Linked DNA regions of Mus musculus: regions 2 and 3 are each linked to region 1. The links are chromatin contacts, called in public HiChIP or PLAC-seq and promoter capture Hi-C maps. All regions are on one chromosome and are shown on one strand. Each heading gives the region's core, a stretch centred on a gene start, on an enhancer-like site or on the middle of the called end of the contact. The rest is flanking DNA. Distances are from core to core; before and after follow the strand shown. Region 1 holds the start of Kif24 (kinesin family member 24). Region 2 holds the start of Chmp5 (charged multivesicular body protein 5). Region 3 overlaps Gm34213 (a long non-coding RNA gene).

Region 1 (3,758 bases), core at 952-3,451:
TATAATTGCAGCACTCAAGAAGCTGAAACAGGATATTGCATGTTCCAGGACAGTCTGGACTACAGTCTAAAATGCTAGCCCCAAAAAAAGTTTTTAAAAAAATGGGAGCTGGAGAGATGGCTTAGCACTTAAGAGCGTTAGCTGTTCTTTCAAAGGACCAGGGTTCTACTCCCAGCACCCACATGGAGTCTCACAACTGTCTATAACTACAGCTGTAGAGAATCCAACACCCTCTTTTGGTTTCCTTCATACTGCACACATACAAGGTACACAAACATACAGGCAAAACATTCATACACATTGTCTTAGTCAGGGTTTCTATTCCTGCACAAAACATCATGACCAAGAAGCAAGTTGGGGAGGGAAGGGTTTATTCAGCTTGCTTACACTTTCCACACTGCTGTACATCACCAAGGGAAGTCAGGACCAGAACTCAAGCAGGTCAGGAAGCAGGAGCTGATGCAGAGGCCATGGAGGGATGTTCTTTACTGGCTTGCTTCCCCTGGCTTGCTCAGCTTGCTCTCTTATAGAACCAAGACTGCCAGCCCAGAGATGGCACCACCCACAAGGGGCCCTCCCCCCTTGATAACCAATTCAGGAAATGCCGTACAGCTGGATCTCATGGAGGCATTTCCTCAACTGAAGCTCCTTTCTCAGTGATAACTCGCGCCTGTGTCAAGTTGACACACAAAACTAGCCAGTACACAAATAAAATTAAACAAACAAACCAACCAACCAACCAACCAACCACCTGAAATAAAGGTCAAGGAAATGGCTTGGTAGGTAAATGCACATAACCTATAATAAGCCTAATGGTTCAAATTCAATGCCTAGAACCCACATAAAAGGTCACATGTGGTACTGCACATGTGTAACCCTAGCACTCCTAGGGAGAAGTAAGTGTGTGTGTGTGTGTGTAAGATAGAAATATCCTGGAGTATGCACTGCAGCAGCAGAAACAAGCTGCTTAAAAAACATGGAAAATGAGAACCAGTTCCTCAAAGTTGTCCTCTGACCTTCACTTGAGTGCTCACACACACACATACATACACACACACACATATACATATACACACACACATACACACACACTGTTAAGTGAAAAAAACTCAAAGTCAAATAATTGATTTCAGTTTCCAAAGCACAGATAAAATGTTACGATAGTTGGTGGTCAGTAAACAACAAGAGGAAATCCTCGGGCATATAAGGACAGAATGGCCTGTTATAAGCAAATACATTTAGGGGTTTGAGAAGAGGTACTTGTAGGCCAGACTACAATGTGGAGAGAGCACGTCTCTCTGATTGAGAACTTTGTCTCAAAACCAACCAACAAACAAAAGCCACACAAACAAAAACTTAAAAAAAGAAAAGCAGTAAATAATGAAGTAATGTATGTATGCTAGCGGTCAGCTTGCTTTCTCCACTCTATTACTGCTCAGAATTCCCTGCCTTGGGAATGTTGCCACCCACACTGAGCAGGTCTTCCTGCCCCCAACGTGGGAACGCCAACGCTGAATTTTCTGTCTCTTGTATATGAGATTAGGGTGTCCTCTCTCTTCCACCTGCCCCCAAATCGACTTTGAATGGGACAAGGCAGAAAGATAACTGAATCTATTTGTAGTGAGTGAAAGCCAACTGAACAAATATTTCCTTAAAAAAACAAAACAAACAAACAAAAAACTAATATGCGTAAGACGCTGTGGAAAGGCTTGTCTTATCTCAGAGGTCAAAATTATATGAGAAAAAAGGAGAATGAGGTTTGCGGAAGTTCACAAAACAACCGAAAGTCCAATCGAAGCGCTCTGAAGAGCGTGTCTCAAAGGCAAGAGGCCTTTGGGGTACTCAGAAAAGCCTCAAAGCTGGTGGTGGTCGAGGTAATTGCTGAAGAGGCGGTAGACAGGGAGATGAAACGTGAGAGAGCGCGAGAACCCTCGAAGAACCCGAGAAGCCAAGTTCTAGTTACCCCGCAAATACCGGTCTCGGCTCGCGCCGCTCGCAGACAGGAGCACCCGCTCCCGCGCAGGCGCAGAGCCTGGGCTCAAGCTAAAGCCACCGTTTCTCACCTCAGGGCAATCCCGGCTCCTCCTCAGTCAGTTTTCAGGGAGGACCGAAGAAATAGTGCGGTGAGGAGAAAGCCCTAAGGCCGGGCTAGCAGAGCGTCCGGTCAACCCGCCTTAGGTGTCCGCCAGGCCACATCCCCATGGCAACGCCACAAGCGCCAGTTCGAACGCGCGCGCCGACGCCCGCCCGCCCGCGGTCCCGCAGCACCGACCAATGGTCATTCACAGAGCCTGTCACCTCTCCTCTAAAAGGCCAATCAGAAATCAGAAGGGGAAGGGGGCGGTTCATTCTCCACCAATGGTTCAGCTTGAGGCAGATCTCGCGACGGTCCCAGCCAAAAAACCACGCCTCAGGGGCGGGTGGAAGCGCCTGATGCCCAATTCTGTGGCTCGTCTGAAGTGCAGCCGGGCTCTTCTGATTGGCTGGCGCGCTACGTCTCCGTTCGAGGACCGCCTCCTGCCTCTGGGCTACGGGTGAGTGCTGTGGGGCTGGGGGGCGTGGGGAGTGTCGCGGGCTCCTGACCTGTTGCTGCGGGGACGGAGCTGGCAGTGAGGCGCGTGTAGGCCAGGCCCCATCCACTCGCGGGACCTCGGTTTATCTCTGTGCACCAGAGAGGACTAGGTTCAGTGGTGAGGGCGTGGGTCGGAAGAATCCCAGAGGCAGAGAGATTCACCTTTGGGACTTAGCGGGCCAATCATATCTTCTCCCTAGGCTTGCTTTGTAGTTATCGATTAAACCCTGCCTGCATTCCAAAAGATCTTACGTTTGGTAAAAATTATTACTTGTGTGTGTGTGTGTGTGTGTCTGTGTCTGTCTATGCGCGCCACGTGCGTGCAGATGCTCTCAGAATCCAGAAGGCGTCGGATCCCAGGAGCTGGAGTTAAACGTTGTGTGGGCCACCTGGTATAGGTTCCGGGGAACCGAACCCCAATCTTTTGGAAGAGTGACAGGTGCTCTTTAGCCCCCAGAGATAGAAAGTCACAAGATTCCCGTCTTAAGAAAAAAAGGCGAAACAGCTTAAATCGAGAAGAGTCAAGTTGCCAATGCAGAAATGTTCTAATGTCCAGTGGCAATTAAGCTTAATGATGTTAGAAATTGGACGTGTCTGCATTTGATTAACTACTCAAAAATATTTCTGAACCATAGTTTTATTTTTTTTTTCCTTTTGTGAAAAATAATAGTAATGCTTCAACGGGTTGCAAAGACTATTGGGAAAAAATGCTTGGCCAGGCCTAGCCTCTCAGGTCAAAAAGGAACCACCAGCATAGTAGGAACAAATCCAGTAGCCAGCATGTGTGCAGCTTCATATGTACTTTAATGGAGTGCTCGTTTTTAGCTCAAAAATGAGCGATTCGGGGGCCTGGAGAGATGGTTCAGTGGTTAAGAGCCCTTAACCTCTCTTCCAGAGAAATTTGAGTTCATTTCCCAGCATCCATGCCAAGTGGCTCACAGTAGCCTCCCAACTCCTGCTCCAGGGCATCCATGGCCCTCTTCTGGACTCTTCAGGCACCCACATACCACACACAACTGGCAGACACACAAGACATAAACAAAAGTAAATCACTAATCAGTTAAAGAATAAATGTAATTCTTACTAATAAGGAAATACAGTATTCAAAAGAGAAAATTGACAATATATTAAAGGGAATTAATCTTGTTGATCTTTAAAAATTACTAATACTTAGTGTGAACACTGT
Region 2 (3,654 bases), core at 1,063-3,562, 520 kb before region 1:
CAACTGGCTCACTGTTACCTTGCTGTGGGGTAACAAGAAGGTCATACCTCTCATTGCCTGGAGAAAGAAAAGCATTCAATGAGCATTCATCAACCTAACTCTAAGCTGATGTTTTCTTATGGAGCTGAGATTGAATTCAGCTAGGTAGAAGATGCTGGTCACACGTTCAGAAGCTTATAATGGGAACGGGCATGTTCTGCTGAGAAGGCCTGACTCTGGAGAGGAGAGCTCGGTTGTGCTGGGAATCCAGGGGTTGTCAGGCTGCTCAGGGTAGGGTCACACTTGCATCTATCCATACGCTACCCATTACAAAGCTTGTCTTGAGGATTTGTTTCCTCTAACATAAAAAAAAAAAAACTATTTTAACGATGGCTGATATCTTAAGCAATTATACAGAATAAACGGTACAAGACTTGTTCTATGCACTATCTCAAAACCTCAGGACACCATTAGAAAACAGCTATCAGTCTAATTAAGACTCGCTCGGGGAAACCTTCAACTGCTGACTCAGAATTTGACCTTGCATCCAGCTTTGCATCAAAGCCCACACTTTTCTATCACAAGTTGCCTGCCTCATGTGTGGCATGGCTGTCCTATTGTCTCTATGGCATTGGTCTTGTTTTCCCTGATGTCACCAGCAAGGGACTGTTTTCCTCCAAGTCTTTCATACTGGGTACACCTATGTACACCATAGTTAATGGTTAGTTAGCAAAGACAAACAAACGAAACCAATCCAACAACAGAGAGGTTTTTTCTTTTGTTTTAAAACAGGTACTCAATCTTTTCTAAGTAAGTGGAGTTCAAATCCACCTTTAGATTGCGCTCCCAACCAGTCAAGAGTCAGAAGGAGTCCTAGTTCCTATTTGTGCCTCACAGATCAGACATCAAGAGGCCTTTGGGGGGGTGGGGGTGGGGATTCATCTCAAAGTTTCATAAAACTGCTGGATATAGAGCCATGGTTTAGGTAGCAAAGTTTGTTGTTAGTCTTTCCTAACTGATTCTAAGGAAATGTCATGGCTTCAGCTTTCTCGTGTACTTCCCAAGGTTTTTAGTTCTGTGTTGATGTAACCAGATGTCCAGAAAGTAACTCTTGGACTCACGGCCCATTGAACCTGCGGTTCTATGACATCCAACAAAAACACTACTCAGTAAATAAGGAACAGCGGGATCACGCACCAAGTTCGTACTCTTTACACTGGTGGATGTCCAGAACCACGGAAGTTCTACACACAAGAAGGCCTAATATAAGCCTGACACAAAGACCCACGATTACTAGCGTTACACACTCAACTTTGCTTCCAAATAGAGGATCCAATAAGTGTCCAGGGACCGGCCACAGGGAAAGATGTCCTGACACCAGCCCTAAGCAAAAACATCCCCAAATATATATAGCCAAGAACCCATGTTTCTTTCTCCCAAGACTACATGTGGCCAAACCCACATATCCCAACCCGATCTACGGAACCCTCCTTGGCGCTCACTGTGGGTGACGATCACGCTGAGTCTGGGTGTTTCCATTTCCTCCGTCTGGACCATCTCCTCGGTCTTGGCCATGTTGTCGGTCTGGGTCACCTCTTCTGCCACAGTTACTTCCTCGGTTTGGGTCGCCTCCTCGATCTTGGTCACCTCCTCTACCTGGGTCCCGGTCACGTTCTTGCTACGGGTCACTTTCTTACTTCTAGTCAACTCCCTGCTGCTGCTCCCTACCTTCTCGCTCTGAGAAGAGCGGGGCCGGACTTTCTTCTTCACCCGCGGCTTGCAGGCGCCGGCGGCGGCGCCCCTGGTGGATCGGTCATGCCCGCTGGCTGCACTGCGCACAGAGGAACGCTGAGAGGGAGGCAAGCCCCGCTCGGCCCGGGACTCCGACTGGCGCGGCTCCCGGGCAGGCCGAGGGGCGCGCAGCCTGGGTCCCAGCGGCTCCCGGTCGCCTCGCGGTCGCCGCGCGGCGCTGCGACCCGCCAGGCCGCGTTTGTTCACAGCGCAGCGGTGGCTACCGGGCGCGCAGCCTTGCAACCCCGCCCCACTACTCACCAGTTCCGCCCCATCTACTCGCCACGCCCTCGGAACTGACCCTGCTTCAGGCCCCGCCCTATCCGCCCAGCCGCGTCTAAGCCCCACCCACTCCGCCAAGGCACCGCCCTATCCCTCCTCATAAGCCCCTCCTTCAGAAGTCTTTCCACCTCTCCCAGAGCTCCGCGCTCCTTCTCCGGAAGGAGGAGCTGAAAACACGGAAAAGGGATCGGGAGACTCGGGCGAGCACTCTGCGCCTGCGCATGGGGTGGGGGAAGCCGGAAATTGACACCAGAGCGACTACGCTTCCGTTTCTGGTTTTCCTCCAGTGTTTGGGTTTCCTCGCAGCCGGCCAAGATGAACCGATTCTTCGGAAAAGCGAAACCCAAGGCTCCGCCACCTAGCTTGACGGACTGCATTGGGACGGTGGGCATTTGACTTTGCATACCTCTGACACTCCGACCCGTCCATCCCGAATTCGTACTCCACCCCATTCCTGGTTCGGGCCCATTAAACCTGAGTCTTCTTCATCCCCACCCCTTTCATCCCTGTTTTCCAGGTCATTCCTGACCCCAGAGACCAGACAGTCTAATCTCATCATTCTTTCGCCCTTACTGCACTTAGCTCTTTCCGATGCCCACTGTGCCCCACCCCTTCTTCCTCGCTTTGGTTCCCACATTCCAACCTACGTACCCTATGTCACTACACCCCACTTTGTCTAACCTGGCCTTTTAAAAACCCTTTTTCACTCTTCTCCCCTTACCCATGTCAGGGTTAACATATCTGTACCTTAGTCCTGGGTCTGAGTAGCATAGAATTCTGAATCTTGGCCCTTCCAGATTAAACCTGATCTCGGAAATGGTTTTAGATCTCATCTTAGCCTGTGTTGATTGGTTCATTCCACGCACGTTCATGCAGAGTCCCAAACTGACTATTCTCCTACTTGGGAAATCTCAGCCAGCGGAGAGAATCCCAAATCGTTTTCCTCAAGAGAGGGCTGCTATATCAGAATCTAGGAGGTGGGAGAGAGTTTATGAAAGCCCTCCAATGGTTCGGGCTGGAATTCCCCACCCTTAAGAAAAACCCTATTTTCTGCCCTTTGCTATATTGTTCCTTTTTTCTTTTGCATATCCCTCTCTTTCTGCCCCTTTCCATGTAAACATATTACAATAATTACCACTGCATGTGATGTTTTCTTCCAAGGTGGATAGCAGGGCAGAATCCATTGACAAAAAGATTTCCCGGCTGGATGCTGAACTAGTGAAATATAAGGATCAAATCAAGAAGATGAGAGAGGGTCCTGCTAAGGTAAGGCTGGTGACAACTGTTGTAGGAAGTACTGTGAAGGGACTGACTGGTGAAGGATACAAGAAAAATACACGAAATCTGGTAAAGAGAAGCTACTTGTGAGGACCTGTTCTTCAGGGAACAGAAGCTACAGCCATATACAAGAGGGAGGCTGGGTTTTAATGTGGTAGGTAGAAGATGCTGATGACATGTAATGGGAATTGGCATGCTCTGCTGAGAAGGTCTGACTCTGAAGAGGAGAGCTGGTTGTGCTCAGAATCCGGGTGTTGTCTGGCTACTCAGGTTAGACTAGATATGGCGTGTAAGATCAGTGTTCTGATACTAACACTACTTAAT
Region 3 (3,754 bases), core at 780-3,279, 690 kb before region 1:
CACAGACCCAAGAACGGATGAGCTACAAGCTGACCAGCACTGGCTCACAAACCCTTCTGTTTTTCAGGCATTGGAAGCTGGGGGGTGGGTGGGAGTGGTAGGGTGGAGAGGGGGACACAGCAAGGGACTTGGGAACAGGTGCTGAGGTGTAAGGCACCTTGAGGAAGAGGAGGAGAAAGCCTGTGAGGGCTCCGGAGGAGAGGACACATGATAGAGGCATATCTGAGGGCGAGCCTTGGCTCCTCCTTGCTGCCCAAAACACCGGAACCTAGTGAACTCTAGGGAACTTCACTTTCCAGGCCTGGAAGAGCTCCTCTGCTAGCACTGCACAACTTAAATTCCAGCGCTCGGGTGGATCTCTGTGATCCTGGTCTACAGAGAGAGTCTTAGGGCAGCTGCATAGTGAGACTCTGTCTCAGAAAAACCCATACCAGCCAAACCAAAGCCCAACCCCCAGTGCCTATTCTTTTTTTTTTTTTTTTTTTTTTTTTTTTTTTTTTTTTTTTAAGTTAGGGTCCTTTATTGGGGCAGATGGGAAATGAGAAACAGATGTCTTCAGGGTCTGAGGGAAAGCCTAGAGCAGAGAAGCCTTCATCCTGGGAGAAAGAACAGATCAGCAGCTTATGAAGTTGTTAGGGAGTGCCCAGGGGAATGGTGAAGGAGAGGTAGTCCCCAAGAGCGCCCCAGCGGGGCCGGTAGATCTGGAAGATGGTGATCCAGGTGGCGAGAATGATCACCCAGAAGAGGAAGCCCACAGCTGAGCGCCAAACATAGCCTTTGATTTGGCTCTGCTCTGTGTAGGCTGGGGCGAGGAACGCCTCTCTGAAGAACCAGAAAATGTTGACTAACCAAAGAAAAGGCAGGAACGCAAATCCACCAAGATAGTACTTCCGGCACAGGTTCAACTTCTCCTCATTGGATACCCGCTCCAAGTTCATAGTTGCGCTGGAGCCCGGTGGTCCTAAGGGTCTGCAGAGCAAGACCCAAATGACAGGCGCAAGATCACGAGCAACCACGCCCCAGTGCGGTTTATCCCTTCTGCCTGGATTCCTTTGCGGGAGATTTGCGGGAGATGCCGCAGTTTTCAGTGGAGTTTGTTGTCGATTTTGTTTTTCTTCTCCTGCCCAGCCCCCCCACCCCCTCCGCTCCCCAGTGCCTATTCTTGGAGTTTGGTCCCTTCTATCTCTTTCTGCTAGTCCTATTTGTACCCTCTGATTACCTTCCTCCCATCGTCTGCCTTCCAGGAGGCTCTTGCTTCCGAAGGAACCTAACCAGTCACTATGCACCACTGCTTGCCTGTGAGCTGCAGCACTGAGAGCGGCTGAACTGGGAATTCCAGGGTGTGCTGTTAGGAGCTCTCATCATTCCTGAGAGTCAGGTGGTGGGGGTGCAGGCCTTTAATCCCAGTGCTCAGGAGTCAGAGGCAGGCAGGTCTCTGGGAGTTTGAGGCCAACCTGGTCTTGTGCTGTGAGTTCTAGGATAGCCAGGGCAACTGTCTGAAAAATTAAAAATGAAATAAGTTTTCTGAGGATCAAATGAATTATTATTACATGTAAAACATGTTAACCATATCTGGCACATCTAGCACTGAAAAAGAATGTGCCATAGTTATCATTTAAAGCTGTGGAGATAGCTCAGCACTTACAAGCACCCGTGGCTCTTCCAGAGGACCCAGGTGTGATTGCCAGCTCCCACATAGCAACTCGCAACCATCTGTAACCATCAGGCCTCAGGAGATCTGATGCCTCCGACCTCCTGGGCACCTACATTCATATCCACATGTCTAAGGGTTTTTGGTGCTATGAAGAGACACCATGACCATGGCAAACCTTATAAAGGAAAATATTTAATTGGGGCTGGCTTACAGGTTCGGAAGTTTAGTGTATTATTTGTCATAGCAGGAAGCATGCCAGCATGTGGACAGACATGGTGCTGGAGAGGTAGCTGAGAGTTCTACATCTGGATTAGCAGGCAGCAGCAAGAGACTGTGAGTCATGAGCCCAGCTTGAGCTTCTGAACCCTCAAAGCCCATCCCCCCGGGCACACTTCCTCCAACAAGACCACGCCTCCTAATCTTTTCAAATAAAGTCACACTCCCTATGAACATGTGAGAGCCATTTTCATTCAATTAACACACACCTGTACGTGGTTTTAAGACATAATTGTTTTCAATTTTTAAGATGCTGTCAAAGTCTTCCTGCAGTTTCTATTTCTTCTTCTTTTTTTTTGTTCGTTTGTTTGTTTTACGAGACAGGGTTTCTCTGTGTAGCCCTGACTGTCCTGGAACTCACTCTGTAGACCAGGCTGGCCTCGAACTCAGAAATCCACCTGCCTCTGCCTCCCAAGTGCTGGGATTAAAGGCATGTGCCACCACTGCCCGGCCTCAGTTTCTATTTCTTAACACAAAGAGGAAATGAGCACTGTAGGTTCAAACGAGGTCTAAACTGGTCAGTCTGGAGTAAGGGAACACTGTCCTTGTTAACAATCCCAGCTCTCACCAATGAGCTTGCACGCTGTTCCTGTGTCTGCAGGTGGTGGCTGGTTGGTCATCCCATGACCTTCTCCCTTGTCTTAGCCCCCCCTCCCCCAAAACACAATGTGTGGCCCACTGGCCCACTCAGCCTCTGTGATACTAAAGCCACATGAAAAGGTTCTTGCCACAGGCTGGGACTGGAATGTGAGGGTTGTTACCCCACCACTGACTTGCTGGCATTTGTGGCTTCCTGAGGCTTCCCTCTGCTATCCTTTGATCTGGGATCTGAACAAACAAAACCAGGGCACCCGAGCACAGCAGCTTCCTGTACTTTCTCTACAGGGATTTCCCAGAGCTGTCTTTTAAATGGCATCTTTGGCCCTCCTTTCCCAAATTATTTTCTTACAATCTCAAGGAGCTCTGGGGCACAAAATTAGTTCTCAGTCTACACATTTCAGATTTCTCCTTTTCCTTTGGCTAGATGAGGGGAGATTCTGCCCTCATTCCCACTATCCTGCCCAAAGTCTCCGTTTCTCCAATTGCCATGGTAGGTTTGGGGAAGTCCTCTGGCAAGCTCATTGTCAGCAGCAGTGGGGAGACACATAGTCCACGCCTATTGAGTTCTTCTGCAGCCTCAACTCAAATGAAACTGGGTTGGTTTTTTATGTGTTTTGTAAAGACTAGGATGTGTTTTGTAGAGTCAGGGATATGTTTTGTAGAGCGAGGAATGGTGCGGTGGGAGAGGATACCTCAGCAGGCCCATGGGTCTAGTATAGAATAGAGATTATTTGGGGACATGGGAAGGGGAGTTGAGAAGGGAGTAGAGGCAGAGAGAGGGAGGAGACAGAGAAGGAGAGGAGACAAAGGAGAGGGAGAAGGGGAGAGGGAGGGAGGGGGAAGAGAGAAGGTGTGGGAGGTAAGAGAGAAAAGAGAGTCAGAGAATCAGAGGGAGTGAAGGGAAGCCAAACTGTCCCTTTTATAGTGAGTCAGGCCTACCTGGCTGTTGCTAGGTAACTGTTGGGCAGAGCGTAGAAGGAATGCCAACAGTTTTGGTTGAGTTTTATTTTGTTGGATTGTTTTTGTTTGTTGGGTGGTTTGGTTTTTTACCGTAGAGATTTTCAGAATGAGTCAGTATGAAGCAAAGTTGGATTTATTAAAAAGAGATAAAAAATTAGGACAGTATGGACTTAAATCTGAAGTACAGGCAGAAAAAGAGATGGGGAGGGGGCTTGAGTCTCTCAAGCATAGCTAATACATGTGTCTTGTGGCTTTTTCCTTTAT

Evidence for each region. Promoter capture Hi-C pulls out the DNA fragments that hold promoters and counts their contacts. HiChIP or PLAC-seq counts read pairs in DNA pulled down with a chosen protein or histone mark.
Region 2: a contact with region 1 is called in a promoter capture Hi-C map of pre-B cells. The contact joins the promoter of Chmp5 here to the promoter of Kif24 in region 1. A contact is called at or near these places in 5 of 39 promoter capture datasets (the C10 cell line, cranial neural crest, liver and 2 more), 2 of 484 Hi-C or Micro-C datasets (CD4 T cells and pre-B cells), 2 of 115 datasets of contacts at active chromatin or transcription factors (the SCID.adh cell line and bone marrow-derived macrophages) and 1 of 9 other capture datasets (liver).
Region 3: a FOXA1 HiChIP or PLAC-seq map of pancreatic cancer cells shows a contact between it and region 1. The contact joins the enhancer-like site here to the promoter of Kif24 in region 1. A contact is called at or near these places in 5 of 39 promoter capture datasets (cranial neural crest, hippocampal neurons, liver and 2 more) and 2 of 115 datasets of contacts at active chromatin or transcription factors (memory CD8 T cells and pancreatic cancer cells).

Annotation. Positions count from the first base shown.
Region 1 is chr4:41,462,647-41,466,404 of GRCm38.p6, forward strand. Kif24 (kinesin family member 24) reads right to left here and starts at 2,202. Exons shown (of 13, transcript NM_024241.2): 1 at 2,064-2,202. It overlaps Nudt2 (nudix (nucleoside diphosphate linked moiety X)-type motif 2), which reads left to right and starts at 2,502. Exons shown (of 3, transcript NM_025539.2): 1 at 2,502-2,534.
Region 2 is chr4:40,946,241-40,949,894 of GRCm38.p6, forward strand. It overlaps Chmp5 (charged multivesicular body protein 5), which reads left to right and starts at 2,313. Exons shown (of 8, transcript NM_029814.1): 1 at 2,313-2,436; 2 at 3,214-3,318. The coding sequence starts at 2,368. Bag1 (BCL2-associated athanogene 1) reads right to left here and starts at 2,054. Exons shown (of 7, transcript NM_001171739.1): 1 at 1,482-2,054; 2 at 1-57. The coding sequence starts at 1,554.
Region 3 is chr4:40,774,627-40,778,380 of GRCm38.p6, forward strand. Gm34213 (a long non-coding RNA gene) reads left to right here. Exons shown (of 3, transcript XR_390479.3): 3 at 1,902-2,150. It also overlaps the pseudogene Psenen-ps. Among named protein-coding and RNA genes, the nearest start is that of Gm34213, 3.5 kb to the left of the region's middle. Within about 2 kb of position 2,030, at least 64 of the 459 cell types and tissues checked have an H3K27ac peak or open chromatin away from gene starts, as enhancers often do. A contact at or near this core is called in memory CD8 T cells and pancreatic cancer cells, where this site is marked.